Linked DNA regions of Gasterosteus aculeatus: regions 2 and 3 are each linked to region 1. The links are chromatin contacts, called in public Hi-C maps. All regions are on one chromosome and are shown on one strand. Each heading gives the region's core, a stretch centred on a gene start, on an enhancer-like site or on the middle of the called end of the contact. The rest is flanking DNA. Distances are from core to core; before and after follow the strand shown. Region 1 holds the start of pard6gb (par-6 family cell polarity regulator gamma b). Region 2 has its middle 12 kb from the start of mylipa. Region 3 overlaps jarid2b (jumonji and AT-rich interaction domain containing 2b).

The links. A called contact is a pair of places that touch in the nucleus more often than the background predicts.
Region 2: a contact with region 1 is called in a Hi-C map of skeletal muscle, with 6 times the contacts expected there. The contact joins the enhancer-like site here to the promoter of pard6gb in region 1. A contact is called at or near these places in 3 of 6 Hi-C or Micro-C datasets (skeletal muscle and whole body).
Region 3: a Hi-C map of liver shows a contact between it and region 1, with 4 times the contacts expected there. The contact joins the enhancer-like site here to the promoter of pard6gb in region 1. A contact is called at or near these places in 5 of 6 Hi-C or Micro-C datasets (liver, skeletal muscle, tail fin and 1 more).

Annotation. Positions count from the first base shown.
Region 1 is chr10:7,450,180-7,452,790 of fGasAcu3.hap1.1, forward strand. It overlaps pard6gb (par-6 family cell polarity regulator gamma b), which reads left to right and starts at 1,334. Exons shown (of 3, transcript XM_040189249.2): 1 at 1,334-1,926. The coding sequence starts at 1,855.
Region 2 is chr10:7,255,843-7,258,453 of fGasAcu3.hap1.1, forward strand. No RefSeq gene overlaps it. Among protein-coding and RNA genes, the nearest start is that of mylipa, 12 kb to the left of the region's middle. Within about 2 kb of position 1,284, at least 1 of the 9 cell types and tissues checked has open chromatin away from gene starts, as enhancers often do.
Region 3 is chr10:7,303,471-7,306,081 of fGasAcu3.hap1.1, forward strand. All of the region lies in intron 7 of jarid2b (jumonji and AT-rich interaction domain containing 2b), which reads right to left. Among protein-coding and RNA genes, the nearest start is that of LOC120826105, 29 kb to the right of the region's middle. Within about 2 kb of position 1,316, at least 2 of the 9 cell types and tissues checked have open chromatin away from gene starts, as enhancers often do.

The DNA.
Region 1 (2,611 bases), core at 84-2,583:
GTTATTGCTTAAATAATATCCCTGAATAAATATGTATATATAAAAGGAAAATAAGATGCAGCAACAATATAATTCTGGTTTTTCATAGTAAGCAATAAATATTTCCGGGGGTTAGCATTGTAATCATTGTCGATCATTAGTCAATTTAAGATTGGACTAGTGCAGCCCACTTTCTGTAATAAACACCAGTGACATAAACTCTGGTTCAGAAAAAGATCCCAGGGGTCAACTTCACCGAACTTTGTACCCTAAAATAACACCCCAAAGGCATACTTCAATAATGTGGGATGCACCCGTGTACCATATAGTCCCTACTCAGATGAAAACACTGTGGCTATAAAGTACAATATTTAGCAGAACTTGTTGCTGTGAGACGACAGAAATATCTTTTCAGATTTACTGACCGGTAAAAACACAACGCAGTGAGATACTCACAGTCACACTCCACTCTGATCCGATTCTGCTTCCGGGTGGTTGACTCCTTGTATGGACTCGATGGAAGTGAAGTGAAACTGACATCAAAACAGCAAAAAGCAAGCTCCTGGCCTCAAGTGACACAATCCACTCAATCGATGAACAGAGCCGCGGAAATTTAAATAATAAGAAGAAGAAGAAAAAAACGTGCCCTCCACCCGAGAAAAAAGAACAAAACATACAATCCCACGACAGAAATTCACTCTGCAACCGTTAATGGAAACAAAACACAAACATTGATACACCCGAGATAGAAATACCACACATAGTTCATAAGACCCCAGAGGAAAATATGGGTACATCTCATTTAGGTGGGTCTATACGCCTTCACGGCCTGCATGGGTGAAACTAGCCTCCAACTAGCCTCAGCCTCCCCGGCTTGGGGAGTTTCTAACTGGTCCACCCATTCCTCGTGAATGAGTGTACAAGAAAAGTGTGCAGCTACTGGATGCCATTGCAAGCAGCAGCTGTTGTGCACAGGTGGCTTCAGGGGCCGGGAATGTTGTAGAGCAGGATAGCAGCCAGAGGCCTCTCTTTACCCGAAGCGTAGTGTAGCACACATAATTAAGTTGAAACCAATGCTATTCTCGGTCCCAATGTACACTGTGGTCCATAATTATTAAATATGACTCATTTTCAAATGAGAGGCTTCGAGAACATTTGCATTGAGAAATGCGTCCTCTGGCGCACCGGAGGACCGGTGTGCGGTGTGTTGCCTTCACGTACTGTCGGAATCTTTATTATTATTTTTAAATGGTCAAACATAAAAAATAATTGTATGTATGGAATTATGGAGATTTAAGTCCAGAATTAAATAATATGTCCACCTTAAATACTTTAAACCACATTAATCAAAATGTGCTAGGTGAAGCATGGTTGATCTGGCGTGATTGGTTTGTAAGGTACATTGTATTAACCTGTACATTGTATTACAACTGTATTAAGAAAGAAAATAACAACGTTGTCCATTGTATTCTTGATAATATATGTCTATGTAATATTTAGGCTACTGTTGTGTATACTACGAGGCATCGGCAGAGGAAGCTCGAAATTACGAGCACCACGTGGAGGCCTCACAGAATCCCTTTTTTTTCATTACGAGGGCTGATGTCATTCCAAAACTTAACTCGCACTCCCAAGTCACCGCGGTGAGTTGCTCTCCTCCTGTTCTGCCGTGAAGTCCTCTCCCGTGTCCGGCGGGTCGCATCACAAGAACAAACAGGAGGTGAAATAACACGAACTTCCTCCTTCCTGGGACGAAGCAAGAAGGCGTTTTGGTAGCAGAAATCCCGGGACCGGAGCCGCTCTTTCTGCGGGCAAAGGCGGCTGAACAATTCTCCCTTTTTTTTTTTTAAAGTGCAACCTTTAAAAAAAGAAAAAATGAATCGGAGCTTTAATAGATCGCAACCTCTGCGGAATGCGGATTGTAACGCCGTGGAGGTGAAGAGCAAGGTGAGCCTTGGGCGGGTTTTTATGTCATTTAAATGTGGATTTGAGGAGAGGATTGAAGCGTTCACATGGTCGTCTGCTGCAGTTCAATCCGACCAACTGGATGAAAACTAAAATGAATCTTCTCTGTGCGGCGAAGCTCTACTTCGCTTTCTGAATGTTTCCGTAATGTGGCACTTATTATTGTCTTCTTATTTCAGAGCGTGCAGATTGTGCTGATTTGGCTCTTTCCCTCCCTGTCACGAAGCTTTTTTGGGGGGGTGGGGGGGCAGTAACAACCGAGCCTTTGACTGGTTGTTGTGATTAAAATATCTTTTTCAATCGGATGTTTTTTGCAACATTGTTGCTTTCACCGCGTTTCTTTTGCGCTACACAACTTTGCGTCTATCCGTCGCTTTTTGGGTAGTTTGTGACGCTGCAATGGTGCCATGAATTAAGTCAACCACTTAAGTGGATTTAACAGTGCGATTTGGCTGTTTTGTCGGTTTTTGTGATAAAAACAACCGACTTCTACAAAATGTGCGCGAACTTTAAGTGAATTTTGACCCTTTTTTTCTCTTTCGGACCTCATCAAACGCACCAGAACTACTTTCAGACATTGGACATCACTTTGATACGTTTGTCTCCGCTCCGAGAGACCGTTTTTGTTTTTTAAATAGTTTGTGACGAGCTGACTGTAGCGCGTGTG
Region 2 (2,611 bases), core at 34-2,533, 190 kb before region 1:
AAAGAATGTTTCCTTTTAAATAGTTCAGATGAAGCACCATCCTCTGTTTTGCAGCAGTATTATCTCTTTCCATCTCCAGACAAAAATCCCTCTAAACTGCTTTTCAAAAGTGTTTTTTTTTTTTTTTTTTGCTAAACTGAAATCCATAGAAGCACATTAGCAAAAGCTGGGATAGCGTGAACAAATGTGGATTATAGCGACAGTTTGAATCGGGAACAAGCTTACTGCCAAAATGGCTCAATGCTAAAGTCGGCCGCATTGCAGATGACAACGTTTCAGCTCTGTGTGTGTGTGTGTGTGTGTGTGTGTGTGTGTGTGTGTCATTCCTTCTTTTCACTCCTGTCAAGGATAGTCATCATACCTGACTACCTATTCAGAAGTGAGCATTGACCGTTTTAAAATCCTTTTGTCAAAACATGTCGTTATTTCAAACTGGGATTTCTATGTATCTTTGTGGGTGCGACTCTGTTCACTCTGTGAGCAGGTGACAGGTCGGTGATTTGCCCAAGGAGCCTGTCGTGTCCCATTAGTCGATGTCTGGTAAACCCTGAGACCTCTCAGTCGCAGCACTCACACCAAAGCAGAATCTGCACTTTCTTTTCCAGCGGCAGGATCAGGATCACACATCAGCACAAGCGGGTAGGGTGCAAAGACTCGTGGGGGAAATCTATGAAGTGAACCTCTGCCCTGCAGGCAAACAAGACATCACTGCCGTATCTCACCCATTTTATCTATCACTCCTCTCTCGCTGCTGTTCACATGCCCTAAGTACTTCTCAAGTCTGCCGTCAGGCCTCGCTTTGTTGTCTACGCCGATCCTCAAAGATCTCTGGTGTGCAGAATCAATTTATTACGAGGCTTGTGGCTGATGGGCAAAGAAAAGATGGTCAGACAAGCCTAGTTAAAAGCTGACAAGCTGCGTCTGGTTACACATTAAAGCATATTCAGTGCTTTCTACGTAGCGGTGCCTCAAGAGGGGGAGAGAGCATTTGAAATGGGGAACAGAGGCAGTACATCGCCTGCGCACTCGTGCATACAAATCCTATTTCATCTCTGACTAAATAGCATGAATGTAATTGCAGTCGGTTGTCGGTGTGAGTAGTTGAGTAGTCCTCACCAGCTCTTTGGAAGAACAACTCCAGCTGTTACTGGTTACGCACTCAAATCGGATGCATTGTGCTGCTGAATGGAGGAATGATGTGTACCCATGTTATGGGCAGTCTGTGTATTGCAGATGCAAGTGCAGGGACAGTTGTGCCTTTCTGATGTGTTGTTTTGGCCCAGGTCTAAATTGGCACACATCCTGGTGACTGCGACAGTTGCCAACACTGCTATAAGGGCATGTGATACGCAATGTGGACGCAACGAAGCCCGAGGCCACATATTAATCATTTTACAAAGCACGTGCCCCCACTATTGTTTGACTGAAATGAATATAAGGCAACAGGTTGGTTGACTGGTTTGAACTGTCCGCTGTTTAGTGTTTTGACAACATTACATTTATGAGCTCTTTTAAAAGTAATTTGATTTTTATCAATCCCTTTAGCGACTGCTGGAATAGGCCCTGTGATCATGATTAAGAGAGGAGCGTTGGTTGATGTATAGAACATGTAGCACGTGAGATCAAGTGATGTGATGAAGACCGGACAGCTCTCGTTAACCACGGCGATATAGCTTTTTGTTATTTACAGTAAATATATAATTGCAATGTCTGCCATCAAGCTGCGTGTTAAACGTTAGATAATGCACTACTCGTATTACATCTATTTCATGCCCATGTCCCAGCGTGTTCTTGCCTGTGACTACAGTTACTGCAGCCTGCAGTCTCCCCTGTAATGCGTTGGGCACAAAGGCAGGAAACATTCTTCATAGAGCACAGAAACATAACGCATTGTGAATTCACACTATGAATCATTTTAACAAGTCACCATGAGTCCCTTGCATGCTTCCTTTAGTTCACAATAGAAAGCGAGGCGATGTGGAAATGTGGCAACGTTTTTCGGTAGAATCCACACCGGCCACTTGCCATACAGATCAGCACACGTCCAGCTTATTGTTTCATACTTTTATATATATAGGTCTCCAGCTGGCAGGGCCAAATTTAGCGTTTCTCCCATTTTCCTATTAACTTTTACATCAAAGGATTCATCTATTAACATCTCATGTCTCTTTAATTATGTAATTCAGTAATTCTGCATAATTAGCACTGCATAACTCGCTGTGCTAAAACATGTTGTGACGGGCAGCGTCACCATGTGTCAACCATGTGTACCATGCTGCCTCGGGAAGTTACAATGGCTGATGTGTAGAACTAAGACATTTAATTCATGCGTGTGATGTAAAAAGTAAATTAAATTATATTTTCAAAGCAGTTGCATTTTTTGACCGGAAGAACTTATAATAATTAAGAGGCAGCTTCTTTCATTAACGCGTCACTGAATTTGTAACCACAACTATAATGTAGGTCGCTCCATCTTTTGTAAATATAAACTGTTTACACATTCTGTGGAGAGTCAGGAGTTCAGCGCTTGTCAAATATTAGGATATCGCATAATAGCTTTTGTTGATTTCAAATGCTATTGATCTGATTAGTATTGTTGAAGTTAATAAAC
Region 3 (2,611 bases), core at 66-2,565, 150 kb before region 1:
TCTCTCTCTCTCTCTCTCTCTCTCTCTCTCTCTCTCTCTCTCTCTCTCTCTCTCTCTCTCTCTCTCATATGTTTGTTTTCATGGCCCACTTTCAGCGCTGCCAGGAGTTTCTCATTCCCTTCCCTCCAATGAGTGTGTGTTTGAGTGAGAGACTGGGAAAGACATTGACGGACGGAGAGAAAGGGAGGGATGCAGGGAGGCAGATGGAGAGAGCTACGGTGTTTGGACATCTTGGAAAATTAAAAAGATGTGTGGATGCCAATATCTGAATTAGTTGATAAGACATTTCTTTAATAATATGAACACAAAAGGTTGAAATTATTTTCTCCTTTTGTTTGTATTCTCTAATAGCCAAACGATGCATGCAAAGTCGGGGCAGACATCATGGAGTCCTTTCGTAAATGAATCGCTGCTGTGTGGCTTTCTGTCCAGAACAGCTGGAAGTGAACCACAGAAAACATTAGAGGAGGAGGGATGAAGTTATCAATCACAGTCTGGGCACCGCAGGGGGGGGGGCAGCCGGTCCATTGACAGGTTTGCCTTTGAAGGGCTCTCGTGTCACAGTTGTGTGTGTATATGGGGGCCTGCTCATGTATTGTATTGTGTTCGTCTCAGGTGGCGGCGGGCCGACACAAAGACCAGGCCATTAAAAGATAAGGGGGACGGGAGGGGGGGGGGGGCCTGAAACCTAACCCTGCCTCCGTCAATCATTCCCCTCCAACACACACCGGGGTGAGCAGGGGAGAGGGAATAACGACGGGGTGTTGATGAGTGGGGAGAGGAAAGAGACGTGCAGACAGACTGAAGCCAGGCTGCACAGCAGTACGGGCGTCCAACGTAATCCACACAAACAAATATCAAACTAATTTATTTCCACACGTTTCATTTATGCCAAATCAACACACGGTTCAATGTGAAAGCAAAAAAAGTAGCAGTTGTTCAGAAAGCCTCTTTGCTGGGTTTGCTGTGGCCGCCTCCTGCCACAGGAGGGCTCAGTGGGACCGGCTCTCCCAGTCTGTCTCTTTGCTCCCTTTAATTATTCGGTCTGGTGGCAAAGAAGGATGGCGAGGGGGTGATGATGAGCGATGGGAAATACGAAGCAGCGGCGCAGCGACCGGAGATAGTTTAAATACTTCGCTGGGGACGGAAAGAAAGAAAGATGGGAAGCAAGGCATACGTGGAAGGACGTGGAAGCCGACGCGCCTGGTAGAGATCATTTGATGCAGAAACGAGCAGGACGACGGACAGAACAATGGAGCCGAGGGGAAAGACACACACGCACAAGCAGCCCGAGACTGTTCTGGAGTGGATTATCGGTCGCATGTGAGCGGGGAGGGGGGAGGGGGGGGGGTGTCTAGATGACATCATGTGTTGCTATAGCCCAGCTGAGGCCAGGCAGGAAGATTTTTTAACAGTCAACATCTGCAGGAGCTGGCCATGAGAAGAAAGGAGGCGGGGGGGGGGGGGGTTATGGCCAGACAGGAGGAAGTTTAACCCTTGCGAAGCCCTGCTGCCTGACAAATCGCAGACTGATTTCCACCTCTTTGTCAGGACGTCAGTGGGGCTCTTTAAGTCAGCCTGGGGGGCCACTAGGAGCGACGGGCCCCACGGCCTCAATAACCACGGAACTGCACATCAGGGCTTTTTCTCCAGGATGTCCATACAGAGACGACGACACACTCCAAATGCTCAGCAATGCTCTTGTTGGGGATGTGACGTCCGCGGCGGGAGGGGGGAGGGGGGGGGGGGGGGGGGGGGGCTACAAACGTACACGTCGGAACGAATGCATGACACGTCCTGAACGGCGCGCGACGCATCCGTCAAGTGCGGCGGTGGGCGGGTTAAACCCCGCGCCGAGCTGCCAATCAATCAAATCCCCGCGCCGGAGTAAATGACTGCCAGGACGCCGCGACGGCGGGGCATGAATCCGGCTTACGCCTCCGTTCCCCCTCTGCTGTCTTATTAGGGAGCGATGCGATGCGGCCCAGGGCGGGTCGACTTCTAAGCTCGCTAGAGAAAGGTCAGTACAGCCTGTGAACTAATAACGCACAGCGCAAAAGGGCCCTTTTATCAACTCACAGAGTGAGGGATCTACATGGAGGAGCTGGGAAAAGCACTTTATTTTGTTCTCCTCGGCGTGTCGGTTCATATCGATTCATATGTTCCACATGCAGTATTATGAGGGAGGTTAATTGATGGCTGGGGGGGGGGGAACAACTAAATAAGAAAGTGCAAAGTCCTTTTCAAATGATGCCGAGTCGGCTTAATGGTTTGGCCCTGCGCACACACACACACACACACACACACCACCTGCGCTCGCCGGTCTGCGCAGCTGCTTTGCTGACAACCCGGCTTTTGTTATTTAATTAAAATGGATACAATCATATTGTTTTAGAGAAAGAGGTCCTGTTCTGGCGCGTGTATTTTGCTGCTACAAGACGCTGTTAAATTAAGCAGAACAGAATCATTGTGAATTGAATTATGACGACGCCTTTAGCCCTCGGTTTTACACACACAACCCCTGCTTCTCTTTACGGCTACATAATCACTTAACCTTTTATATGGCTTAGCCTGTATTTTCGCAGTGGGCCGTGGGTATAAATGTGTGCAA